2 separate regions of the Gossypium arboreum genome follow, and region 1 is linked to region 2. Evidence: chromatin contacts called from public Hi-C data. All regions are on one chromosome and are shown on one strand. Each heading gives the region's core, a stretch centred on a gene start, on an enhancer-like site or on the middle of the called end of the contact. The rest is flanking DNA. Distances are from core to core; before and after follow the strand shown.

What was found. A called contact is a pair of places that touch in the nucleus more often than the background predicts.
Region 1: a Hi-C map of leaf shows a contact between it and region 2, with 2.9 times the contacts expected there. The contact joins the enhancer-like site here to the promoter of LOC108485501 in region 2. A contact is called at or near these places in 3 of 5 Hi-C or Micro-C datasets (all in leaf).

The regions. Positions count from the first base shown.
Region 1 is chr6:92,586,416-92,593,951 of ASM2569848v2, reverse strand. No RefSeq gene overlaps it. Among protein-coding and RNA genes, the nearest start is that of LOC108484248, 10 kb to the right of the region's middle. Within about 2 kb of position 6,226, at least 2 of the 2 cell types and tissues checked have an H3K27ac peak or open chromatin away from gene starts, as enhancers often do. A contact at or near this core is called in leaf, where this site is marked.
Region 2 is chr6:92,429,432-92,436,025 of ASM2569848v2, reverse strand. LOC108485501 reads left to right here and starts at 1,516. Exons shown (of 2, transcript XM_017789353.2): 1 at 1,516-1,910; 2 at 2,388-2,794. The coding sequence starts at 1,566. The coding sequence ends at 2,570. LOC108486212 (coatomer subunit beta-1) reads right to left here. Exons shown (of 6, transcript XM_053029439.1): 2 at 5,244-6,594; 3 at 4,474-4,983; 4 at 4,167-4,252; 5 at 3,630-3,873; 6 at 3,252-3,552. The coding sequence ends at 3,669.

The DNA of each region.
Region 1 (7,536 bases), core at 4,977-7,476, 150 kb before region 2:
CCTATTTTTCTTATTCCATATGAAAATAGACACAATGAGCTTTAATTTCATATATTATTCACCATCAACCCATGTCTCTACAATTTCTTGTGATTTTTCAAAATCACATTATTTCTGATACTTGAATCTGTTTTTAAGTTACTTTCACATTTTTCTTAGTTTTCATGTGATAGTTACTACTTAATCATACATACTATTAAACATGTATATCATCAGCCATTCTATTAGCTAATCACTAGCAAGTATTTACACATCATTCATTGATCATATCATATCAAAAGAAACCAAGTTCCTATACATGCCATACACAAAACGAAACGTCTAACTATACCAATGTGATTTCTTCGATAGTGTGATCGGTTTCCGACGTTTCCTTTGATCCCTGAGTGGCTTGATAAAAACTATAAGAAAAAAAAAATAAAGAGAGTAAGCACTAGGCTTAGTAAGCTTACAAGCAAATAAATTACAATATTCATCATAATGAATAAATATACATAATGTCACCTAGCCTCATAAACTTTCTTTACATTCTCATTTTCTACCTTCTTCTTTACTCACTTACCTTCTTTCTTACCTGACCTTTCACTATTCATAAATATAATCTACCTTCCCTTTTTGCTGATAATTCATTGTAATTTAACGTGTACAATGACCCATTGAACCACTCGGAAAACTAAGGATACTAGGGTCGTTCCTGTCTATCAATATCTTGCCAATGCCATGTCTTCGACATGGACTTACATGAATTATTCCTGTCTCCAATGCCATATATATATCTAATATGGGCTTACATGGCTCATTCCTGTCTCCAAAGCCATATATCTGATATGGACTTACATGGCTCATTTCGTCTCATCTGTCCCACAACCCCAATATCCTAACATTCTTAAGGTTCAAACGGGCTTCCTAATGCTTTTTCTCTCATCACTTACCTTTAATTCGACTTTAAATATTCTCAAAAAACAAGTATATAAATGCTGAAATTGACAATAATAATGTAAAATAAAAGAATATTGCATTTATTTATCAAACTTACCTCGATACAAAAATGTGACTAAACTTTACAATTTAGTCCTTTACTTTTTCTTTTCCCCGATCTACTCCCGAATTTCGTTCTTCTTGATCTATAATAGCAAATTTAACTTATTTAATATTCACATTTATCAAAACAGTCCTTTACTCAAACTTTGCAAAAATTACATTTTTGCCCCTAGGCTCGGGAATTAAACTTTATCCCTTATTCTTATGTTTTATGACATGCTAATCATTTTTTCCCTTCTATGGCAGCATCAAATTCACACTCTAACATGCACTTATGACTATTAGGTATTTTTACCGATTAAGTCATTTTACTCGTTTTTATCTAAAACCGAGTAGCACAAGTTGTCTAACATAATCTAAGACCTCATATTTTATCATAAAACATCAAAATAAACACTTTTCACCTATGGGTATTTTTCCAAATATGAACCCTAACTTAAATTATTGCTAGCATAAGCTTTATCGAGCTACCGGGACTCCGAAAACGTAAAGAACATTAAAAACGGGGCTTGGAATCACTTACTATGGAGCTTGAAAGCTTGAAACAAACCCTAGCTATGGAGAACCCTTGAAATTTCGTGCTAATGAAGAAGATGATGAATTTTGTGTTATTTTTCCCTTTTTATTTCATTTAATATCCAAATGACCAAAATGCCTTTCCTTATTAAACTTTCAAAACTTCCATCCATGTCCTATTTTGTCCATGAACTTAGAAATTGGTAAAATTTTTATTTAAACCCTCCTAATTAATATTCCAAAGCAATTTCATACTAAAAACTTCTAGAATGCAAGTTTTGCAAATTATTCGATTTAGTCCCTAATCTCAACTTAAGCACTTTATGCATAGAATTTCATCACGAAATTTTTACACAATCATGCAATCATATCATCAACCTCAAAATAATAATAAAATAAATTTTTCTACCTCGAATTTGTGGTTTCGCAACCACTGTTCCGTTTAGGCCCTATTTCGGGATGTTACATGGCATGTATAAGATTTATGGTTATTTTGGTTATGAGTTGATAATGATTTTGGTCATTTGAAATGGCTTGTAAATGTTAAATTTTTTGGTTTGTTTATAGCCATAAAAGTTGGCTTAACTTGGTTGGTTTGATTATGTATATATTTGTGCATATGGCTCTTATTTTGTGCTTGAATATGGAGATACGATGATAATGGTATTTGGTCTTTATAAGTACTAAATGATTGAGTAATGAACTTGACATGTTTATGAAATTAGGTAAAATAATGCATGTTTAGAAAATGACCATATTGATGATTTGATAAAGTGAAATATGGCATGAAATTGAATGGCACATTGTGGTATTTGTGTTTTGTATTGGTTGGTAATGAAATGGTATGGATATTGCTTGGTTGGAGTTGATTTAATTACTCATTTATGCTATGTTTTGGTACCATTAAGTTTGGTGTAGGTGTGCACAAGTTTGGGTGGCAAATTGGCTTGGTAAATAACTTATTTTTGTCCACACGGGCAGAGACACAAACGTGTGTCTCAACCGTGTGTGATACACGGTCAAGTGCACGGCCGTGTTTCCCCTGGTGTTGAAATTAAAATTAAGTCAGTATGTTTCACACAGCCTCACACACGGGCGTGTGACTTGGCCGTGAGGCATAAGTCAGTATACCCTATAGGTTTGGCATGACCTAGCACACAGCCTAGCACACGGGTGTGTATAGCCATTTTTAGGGCACACAGACTAGCCACACGGGCGTGTGTGTTGGCCGTATGACCCAAGTCAGAGAGTTACACGGGGTCGAACACAGGCTAGGACACGGCCATGTGCTCCCATTTCGAATGACTACACGGCCTGCGACACGGGTGTGTCTTTGGCCTTTTGAGAGACACGGTCTGGCCATACGGGCATGTGTTCCCTATGTTTGAGAAAATTTTCTATGTGTTCTAAAAGTTTCTAAAGTTATCGGTTTAGTCCCGAACCACTCCGAATGCATGTTTTGGGCCTTGTAGGCTCGTATTAGGGACAATATGATTGGTTGTGAATGAATTGTATTTGAATTGACTAATTGTATGAGAAATGTATGTTTAAATGTGTGATAAGTTTGGTAATGCCAGTATGTTTAAATGTGTGATAAGTTTGGTAATGCTCCATAACCTTATTCCGGCCTTGAATACGGGTGAGGGATGTTACAGTATTAGTTAAGTAGTTAAGTTTATTTAAAAAATGATAAAAAAAAATTAAAAAGAAATGACATGCGTAAAAAAAAGACAAAAATATTATTTTCTCTTACATGTATATGTTTTTATTTTTTTTTCTTTCTTCAGAACCGAATCAATGGTTAAACCAATTAGGCCACTAGTTATTAGTTTGTTAGTCTGTCTGGTTCAATCATTTAAATTATTAAAAATATACAAATAAAAAAATTTAAAATAAAGAAAATCGGTTCAACCAGTCTGCATTGATTCAACTATTATCTCTAAATTGATACCACGACCGATCGATTCGATCTGGTTCTGAAAATACTGGTTTTGATCAATGAAATAACATTTTTCAATATTGTTAGGTTGAGCAAGCAAGTGGCAGACTATTATCGTTGGTATTTCAAACATTATAAAAGAAGAGAAATAATATAAAAGAAAAAAAAAAGAGAAATAATTTAATTAAAAATAATTTTTAAGCCTATATGATGTGGCAGACTATTATTGATTGAATTTTTTTAATGGATATAGCATTTTGGTGTAAAATGGGTATTGGGGTAAACCCGATTAAGCAATGAACAAAGTGAATAAAATAATAATCGAAAAGATCAAACATGTAAATTTTACGTAGAAAAACTCCTCAAAAATGGATAAAAAATAACAGAAAAAAGGAAATTTCACTATAATAAAGGAGAGTATAAAAAATGGAATAATTAAAAGAAAAACCCAAAGCCCCACAAGAAAAATCCTTCGAAACAAAGAACAAAATTCTTTCAATTTAAATCATTTTTGTTGTGAGTAACTAAGGCCTATTTATATGCTGAAATTCGTAGCATATATTACTACAACGACTCTAGGTTAATCAGAGTTAAAATGGGAAACTAAAAAATGCAGTTTAATTGGGAGAAAAAAGAAGCCAAAATAAACTTTAGTCAAAATAAGAGGTATTTTCCCACAATGGGTAATATAAGAATACTTTAGGGACCACTTGTAACAAAAAAAAATATTTAGGTACCAAAATAAAAAAAAAACATAGTTTAGGTACTAATTTGTGGGTTATGCTTTTTTAAACATACTTACCAGTATGACTAATAGAGATACCTACTTGTAGAAAAATGTAATTTAAGTATCATTTGTGAAAAAAAGTTTAGGTACCAAGATGAGAAAAAGAATATAATTTATATACCAATTTGTGAGTTAAGTCTTATCAAAATAAAAGATAAAATATGTCAAACAAATATAAGAATTAAATCCCAAATTTAAATATGGTAAAAATACCAAAATTATAATTTGACCTTCATAAAAATTTAATTTTTTTTGTCAATTTGTTGGTTTAATTTTTAAAAAGCTAACTGAATTGTTAAAATGGTACCAAGATGACTGTTTAAGTGCACTTCATAAAAATAATAAAATTTTTAAATGAATATCCACATTAGCAATAAAGTAAAATTGGTTTGCCAAGCATGCTATTATGTCAATATTGTTAAAATTTCTAAAATTCAATCAACTTTTTATCTAAATAATTGCATTATGATTAAATTTTGAAGATTAAAATGATAAAAAATTAAAAAAAAAAGAAGAAGAAGAAAGAATTAGGCCAAAGTAGACCTCGCTCATGGGTGGGTTACTCTTACACTCAAGGCTCCCCTCGAAATGTGGGAGGTTTGGGCAAAAATATAGGCGAAAAATGGGCTTAGACAAAAAATAAGGCTGTTTAAAAATGGGCCGGCCTCGAGTAAGGTATTTTTGGCTCGAGCCTGGGCCCGGCTCAATTCACTAAATGACAAAAAAAATCTGCTTTTTTTTTTGTTTTTGAATATTATTTTCTTGTTATTTTCTACCTATTTTGCTACCATATTACTATTAGTTGCTACATTTTGTTGTTGTTGTTTGGATATTGTATAAAACTTATTTTATTATTAATTTTGTTATTATTTTAAAGGCATTTGTTAATTTTGTTATTATTTTAGAGGTATTTGCTTATTAAGTTGCATCTATCTTAGTGCTATTTAAGTCTACATATTTTTTAAAATTTATTTTTAATTTGTTGGAAAATATTTATTTTGATTTTTTTAGTATTTTTGATGTATTATATATATTTAAAAATTATATAAAAATAAATACGGGCGGGCCGGGCCGGGCTCGAGTTTTAATATTTTTATTTGAGTCAGACTTGAGCAAAATTTTAAGCCTATTTTTTGGGTCCGACCCAGCCCAAGCCTAATGAATGAGCCTAAATTTTTAATTGAGCCCGGCCCAACCCATGAGACCTCTAGGCCGAAGTGATAAAAGAGTAAAAAGGCTAAATTTATATGCCAAAAAGTGGACAAGGAAACACCTTTCTGGGTAAAATTTGTTTTCTCGGTTCACTGCTCCTGTTCCTATTAGTTAGGTTTAGAAATTTTCCTTTGGAGACCAAAATGGAACCATCTGCAAATTGTAATGATTAAATGAAAAAATAGTTGCAAATTGTAATGATTGCATGAACAATTAGTTGCATCAATAATTTGATAGATACAAAATGGTCACTAAAACTTAGCTTAAAGAAATGGAATAAGAGCTTGGCATTGGCTCATTAGCCGAATATTGCCTTAGCACCTGCCGTCCGCCCAATACTTGCCTATACAGCTATGCTCTTGCAGCTTTTGAGAGCCCTGCTGCAGCATTTGCTTAAAATGTTTTAAAGGAATAGTGTGGCACTTCCCATGCATTGCACCATCACCATTACCTGTGCCTGTTCTCCACAAGTTGCAACCAATTCTTGACAGGCCTTTTTGCTAATAATAGACTCGAGACGTGCGAATGCGAGAGCTAGTTTCCAGCCACTTGATTCGTCTCAGAATTTAATGAGGTGTGCATAGGACAGTGGGGCCAAACATTCACAGCGCGCCACCGGTTGTGATCTTGTAAAGAAAAAGGCTCAAGATTTTTAGGTACATACAGACCGTGCTGCCTGTGTGCAGGAGCTATATGCAAAATTTCAGTCCCAATGTGGAGAAAAATGCAAGTGTAGACATTGCAGGGGTTAGAGCAAATGCTCCATTCCCTTTTTCTACCAAGGCAGAAAAGGGGGGGGGGTCGATCTTAGCCAGACCACATCTTTCGTTGTGCGATTATCCGATGGTTTTGGTTAATATTAGATAGCTTCGCTAGCAAGTTGGCATTAACGATTGTAATTTGTTGGATTCCATGTACAATATTTGTGATTCTTTAAAAAAAAATTTTTATGCTATCAAATGTGGAAGTGTTAGTAGTAATTGACAGATGAAGTGAATGTGAAGGAATTAAATGTTAGGTAGAATTTTGTTTGACGGAATTATAATAATGATAAATCAAAACTTATTTGAAGTTTGAAAAGAAAGAGGTGGTATTCAATTAGAAGATAAGTTGACCCATCAAATTCTTCCATTTTCTTGTTGGGCGGCTGTGAATCTGTGATCGTATCCTTTTGAGGATTGCCCCTGGCCCATCCTTTTTCCTTTATAACTCTCTATTCATCCCTGTATACATGCATAAACAAATAAATTTTATATTCAAAACTTGTTGGTAGGATTAATTACGAGCCCCGAAACAATAAAACACCTTTAATATATCCAAAACAATTCATGATATATTAGATTTAGTTCAACCATATGTGCTCTTTTTATTAATTGTTTATAAAAATATTAAAACAACCTCAGAAATATAATTTACTTTTTAAATATAGTATGTATATATAATAATGAATAATATAGATTTGAATATTTAATTTATTGTTTTGCTTTATGGATTGAAATATTTTAATTACTCTCTAAAATAGATTTGAAGTAGATACAGAAATGAACTTTCAAATATTTTGTATCTTAATTCTATCTATTATTTCAAATAACAAATTCAGCTTTAAATATTTATTATTTTAATCTTTTATTTTTTAATTCATACAATCGAATCCTTTACCTACTTTACTTTTTAAGATTTATATTATGATATTAACATAATCAATTTGGCTCGAAATATAATTTTAAATTTCATTTAAATCCTACTTATAAATCTAATTATTTTGTCTAAGTGAATCAAATATTTTTATTCAAGAAACATTGAAAATTAAAAGTAATGGGAATGTTAAAAAAAAAAAGTAGAGTAGAAAATCAACATAAGAAATGTAGGATAATGTTATATAAATTCAAAACTAGTTGTCAACCATCTGGTTTAATTTTCAACTTGTTATGATAATTTAATTAAATCAATGACACGTTTCATGGATAGGAAAATTAGCATATAGTGAAAGACAACCTTGGAATTGGTCGCTTTATTTGCTGTAAGAAAGTAGGACAAAAAT
Region 2 (6,594 bases), core at 267-2,766:
TTGTAGATATAATTTCACATATTTCATTTCAGCATATATAATTTGCTTTTAATTAAAATTAAGTATGTCTATTTCCTTATAAACTTACCTCGGACGATGTAAAACAGAGTGGGACGACTAGTCGACAACTTTTATTTTTCCCCGATCCAAATCTGATTTCTTTGATTCTTGATCTTGATTGAGCTTAAGAGATGACCAAACCCTAGCTTCTATTATTTCTTTTCTTTTTGTTAAGTTTCGGCAAGAAGAAGAAGTATGAAAAGCTTATTTTAATTATCATATAATATAACATATATACTAACATATTATTATTTCATATTTTACCATTTTAACCTTTTATAATTAATAGCTAAAACATATATAATAAGGGTACAACCGGCCATCACTAAGTCCGATGGTCTATTTGCAAATTAAATGCTTCAATTTTCAAATCCAATAACAATTCGGTCCTTATACAATAAACTATCAAGTTTTCAATTTACTCGATTAAGTCCTTTTATTTAATTGGGCACTCAAACAACAAAATTAAATCACAAAAATTTCACAGATATAAATTCACACATAATAAACACAGAAAATAATTTTAAAATATTTTTTTGACTCGGATTCGTGGTCCCGAAACCACCGTTCTGACTAGGGTCTAAATTAGGCTGTTACACTTGCCATCTCACCTAACTCCCGTGGTTGGTCCATCAGTTATTTTACTGCTAGTATATCACATTTAGTTTTGATATCTTTCCCCGATGTCGTATTTAACTAATCAATAATTTACATTTAACTGACACTCGTACTCAGAATTTTTTTTACTTAGCTACTTTGTTACGAGTTATGGCATAAAAAATTTTGAGGTGTTACAATAATATTATTGACTGAGTTGGTGTCACAAGTCAACTTGACGCTAACTCAGGATTGATGATAACAACATAACAACACCATGATAAATAATTGTAATATGCTTAAGTATTTAAATTTTAATTTACTCACAATTTAATCTCTTTTTTCATTTTAGTATTGTATGCATTTCATGTGTTATTATTAGTTAATTTTAAACCATACGTTTAATTATTTATTGTATGTTATTTTTAAACACACTTCTATGTTTTAAATATGTAATTTCTACATATATATGCGTGTTATAGAATTTTCTAGTATTCATAATATTGTTGATTGAGTTTTAAGTTGATATCATAGGTCAATTCGACGCTAATGATAAATAATCATAGTACATTTAGTACTATTAATATGATGCATTCACATGTTTAAATTTTATTTTACTCACAAATTAATCTATTTTTATTTTAATACCATACATATTTGATGTATTATTATATTTAGTTTCAATTTTTTTTTGGTGAATAGAATGATTATTTCATGTTGTGAATTAAAGTTGCGAGAAATTGAAATCCAAGCGGTAATATGTGAATTTGGTAAGATTTTAATTGGAGAGTGAAATCATTACATTTTACAAAGAGGCAGTCCAATCCATAAATCCGGCCCAATACCTTTATAATTCTCAATACGAAATTCCACAACCAAGTTACGCAACGCAGCGTTTTTAGGGGTCGATGGCCGCACTAGCTCAACCTGCGTGTTCCTTTCCCACATTCCTTGGTTGCTTCCGCCCTTCCCCGAGAAGCTTTTCTAATATTAGGGTTCATCCCTCTCGGAACCTTTCGACCTCAATGAGTCTACAAAGCTCCGAACCTGTCGCCACCAAAACCGATCCTCCGACCGACGACGATGTGCTGCTGCAGTACGTGGTGCTTCGGAGAGACTTAATAGACAAGTGGCCTTTGGGGAGCGTGGTGACGCAGGGATGCCATGCTTCGGTCAGTGCCATTTGGTCTCACAAGGAAGACCCCCACACCCTCCAGTATTGCAGCCCTGATAACATTGACTCTATGCACAAGGTAACCAATGTTCTTGTGTTTATTCTTCTTCTTCTTTTTCCCACCATGAATGATTTCTTTTACATTCAACAGAGCATAGTGTATTGCTTTGAAAAACCCTGTTTATGATTTTTGGTCAATTGGAGGCAATCCTCATTGTGGCACATTGTTTTCTCTTCTCATATTGGGTTTGTTGTAGACCTTCGATTTACTTGGAGTTTTATCCACCCAAACGTAATGAGAATTGATCATTTTTAAGTTACAAATAATCCCATAGCAGAACTGAGAAAAAAAGAGAGAGGCATTTATCCCATAAAACTATCCAACAACGGTGTTTAATGCAAGACAAACATTTTGGATATCTATCCAATTCTGTTCTTACACTGTCGTAAATATAGCATAACAATGAAAACCATGAGGTGTTAATTGTAGGGTGATTTGCTGCTGTATCTAGAGTTGTGGATGATGAGCTAAGTGGTGAGGTTTTGGAACATGTAGGTAACACTTGAGGTGAAGGGAGAAACCCAGATATTGAACTTGTCAGAAAAGCTGTTGGCGGCGGGTATTGCTCATAAACTGTGGATTGAACATCCTGAAAACTTCCCAACTTGCCTGGCTACAAAACCCTACCCCAAGTCCATGGTATCGCCGTTTTTCAAGAAATTGAAACTTTGCAAGTGATTGTTTGATGGTGGGTTCTAAATCATAATAATTTAGCTTGATTCTGTTGAAACCCTCTTTTGTTCTAAACTTATGATTCTTTTGACATATGTTCCCTGTACGAGTTTAAATTTTTATACAGTATTGAAGCAGCTAGAGCTATTTGCCTAGGACTCTCTCTGAACTCAAGAAGATTGGCTTGTTTTTAATAAATAAAAGATGAAATGCACACTCTAATTTGTGTAGTTTTAGTTCCGATTTGGATAGTCCTACTTGAATTTAATTCAGATTATAAATCACAAAACAGCATACAAGCGCAAGCAAGGATAAGGATAGCTAGGCCGTAAATGAACGAATAATTTGTTTATTTTAAGTTATGTGTTTGTTAATAATTACTACTTGATTCATGTTTGTTAATAATTTTAAAATGGTATGTTTCTTAATAATTAACTTGTTCATGTTCATGAATATTGTCACAAATAATGTTGATAAACAAACAAGTCTCTTTTATATGTAAAACAATCATGTCTAAATTTTAATAATTATATTATATAATAATTGAACAACAGACAATTTAGTAAATGAATATAAAAAAGAACTTATTTATAAACATAAATGAATCGAATGAGCCTTCAAATTTTGTTATTATTAATTTAATTTGATAAATGGACAAAAACAATACTCATTGAACCGAACGTAATGTTCATTTACAACTCTTAAGGATAACCTTTATTATCGAGCGAAGGAACTTCTAATAGATGTCTGAGTGGAACACTCTTCAAAGAATCAGCGAAATAAAATTTAAAATTCCCGTTTTAACATTGCCAAAAAGCACTATTTTAGCTATGGATTCAATGATCCTTTTTAGTTACCAAATATGCAAACTCCAAATACAACAAATGTCAAAGTCTTTGGTGCCCCTCATCTGCTGATAGCTAACACAACACTATTGACGATTGAAGGCAGCCCAGCCATTTTTTCACAACAAGAGGACCTAAATATCCTGTATTTTTAAACAGAAAACACCAAAATTACTATGCATTTCAAAATTCAATAGGAGATTTAACTAACAATGACTACCGGTATCGATGAAACAATTTATCTCGAAATATTATTGCATCAACTGCCTCCCTTTTGCTTAAGAGTGATCTTGTCCCCGAGACTCAAAGCAATCCCCTGGGTCTTGCTCCTTATCCGGATGTACCCACTCAGTTTCCCATCAGCTTGCTTCTCAATGCTCACGTTTACCAACGCATCCTCCCCAAACACGCTCTTTGCGTACAAGTTCGCAGCCAGGAATCCACACTCACCATCTAGCGCAGATCTGAAACGCAAACCAGCCAGCAAAAAGGATTCAAGAATAATCAATGAGGATCTCACTTGAGTGAATTTGCTTCTGTGTTCAAACAGATGTATTGCAAAACCAAAATAAGGTTATCATTCTACAAACTGATAACAGATTCAAATACCTTTTTCACAACAATAAAGTGACCATATTATAAATCATATATCAGGCTGTATTCTTAATCATGTGCAACCTACAGCTTAGTACACAGAACCAAAGGATGCTCGGTTTATTTTCAAATTTATATAATATTTCTAAACAAAAAAACTTACGGTGCAGTGAGGCACTTCATGTTAGTTGACTTGATAATATGGTCGAGGAATTCCTTTTCATTTTTAATTACAGTGTTTACAGCAACCTGAATCACAAACAAAAAGAAAAATAATAATAAAATTGAAACATCAATGCAGATGAAAACTGATAAGTTCAGTCCCAGAAGAAGCTTCGAAATTGCATATCAGTTACCCTAAGAAACAAATTATATTTGAAAGCCATCCATATTGGTCAGCTGACTAACAGAAATAAGGCGGCTGTAAATGCACGCGGTAATAGTAAAAATGGAAATAGTTCAAGAAATACCTTATTTTCCCACTCAAATTCTGCCCACATGGTTCTGAATGCAGTATCCGTACAAACAGCAGGAGAAATATAGTCCATGATATCAATGTGAATGTCATTCAGAACAACTACTGTTCTCTCAAGCACATTTGAAGTTTCATATACAATGTTGCCAAATATGACTCCAGTCTCAGTTGAAGACACCTTGATGTTGGCCTTTATTTGCTTGCTAGATTCAGGAGCTAGGGTATAATTTTGAGGACGCTCCACAAGTTTCAGATCACCCATAGTAGCCAACTCCAAGCACAAATTCTGAAGGGTTTCCCTGGTTCGGTTGATAACAGTAATATCAAGAACAATATCATAGTGATGGACAGTGACATATGCTTCGGCATATACCGGATCACTAAATCCTGTCAGTTGAAGAATGCGGTTGAGCTTATTTGCATCATCTGGATCCTTGACAAACTCTCCAGTTGCTCGTTTTAAATCATCTTGAACCTCATCCTCCAATTCCAGCTGACTCATACCCTGGAAGTTAGCAAAGGAAATTTGAGATACAATTCCACAACTTCATGACAAAAAAACCAAGAAAAAAAAAATAATAAGTCAATAATCAAAGAGATGCAAAAGCACAAAGGTGAACCAAAGGGATAAAGCAGAAAATTCTATCAAAACAAACAAAATACAAGCTTAACCCAGAAAAGAAATTGCATGCATGGCAAGATATTTGCACAAACCAAAGATGTTAAATCATGCACATAAGTTAATGACCACAAAAAAGTTCTTACCTTTCGACTCTTTAAATGGTAAAAGTCAATAAGGTCATCCGGTTGTGCATGAGAAACCTGAGCTTTTGCCTTTAATTCCTCAGTTTCTTGCAATTGTTTCTCTGAAAGCATTTTAACAAAACTCTGACGGCAAGACTGCAACCATATTTTTCTGATCTCATCACCAGTATTGCACAATAATCTTATGCACAGAACAATTCTATCGCAAGAATCATTATCAATTGGGTGTGGAAGAACAGGAGATTGCCCTAATTGCAGCATAGAGACAAAGATCAGCAATGCCTGTGTGGTTGCTTTGTTAACTTCAACTTTTGAAGGCTGTACCTCTTCCAGTCTCAGAACAAGTTTAGTCAGTGTGCAAGCAACAACTGCAGCGAGGAAAAAATCGCCAGTGAGGAGAAGAGATCTGAGATTCCCAGAAGTCAATGATCCCTGAACAATGGTAGGAGGGGAGAAAGCAGTTTCAGATGCAGCACTCTGGGTTGCATAAGTACCATCAGCAAGAATAGCAGGTCTCCTGGAGGAGATGGTAATGGAGTTTGTTTGAGGAGTTTTCTTGGAAGCATCAGTAGCTTCCGCTTCCTCAGAAACAGAGTAGAAAGGCAGCTCTCCAAGACACTGCTTGATGGTTGCTATGCCACTCTCAACTTCAGATGCAGAAAGGCAATATTCTCCGATGATCCAAAGGGCACAGGAGCAAACCCGTGCAGCTCGAATCTGATAGAATGTGTCCAACAACCGTGTTATAACGGACACCCTAAGTTTAGGGTTGGTTTCAATTATTTCTCGAACAAAAACTATAACATCAATAGCTGAAGCAACATTACTGTCTCCTAAGAAATCCATCATCAGATGCACAACTGTACTTGCAACTTCTGGGAACTTGATTGCGCAGGAATGGATAGCTTGAATAAGCATTTGTCTGTATTCTCCGTTCTTCTCAAGTTCTCCACTTTGAGTTTTCATCACTTCCTTCTTCAACAAAAGAACAACTTCATTGATGTTTCGGGGAGTTACTAACTCAAGAACAATATCAAGTGTCTTCCTTTGGATGTCAAGATTTGGACTTGAAAGTGCCCTAAGCACATCCATGATCAAATCAACCATAATATCTCTATGAGAAGACTTGAGCTCATTCAGCCGATCTAGCACAATAAGCTTCACATTGTTATCGCTTTGAGAAAGAAGAAGCTGACAATAAGTGTTTGCAGCAGCTCTAATAGCAGTAGGAGCAGATGACAGAGAAACAAGGGTGCCAGCACATTCATAAATAACTGCAGTTGAGGGGGCATTTAATAAAGATATAATAATCTTAATATACTTCCCTTTCTCCCCACGATTTGTTCTGCAA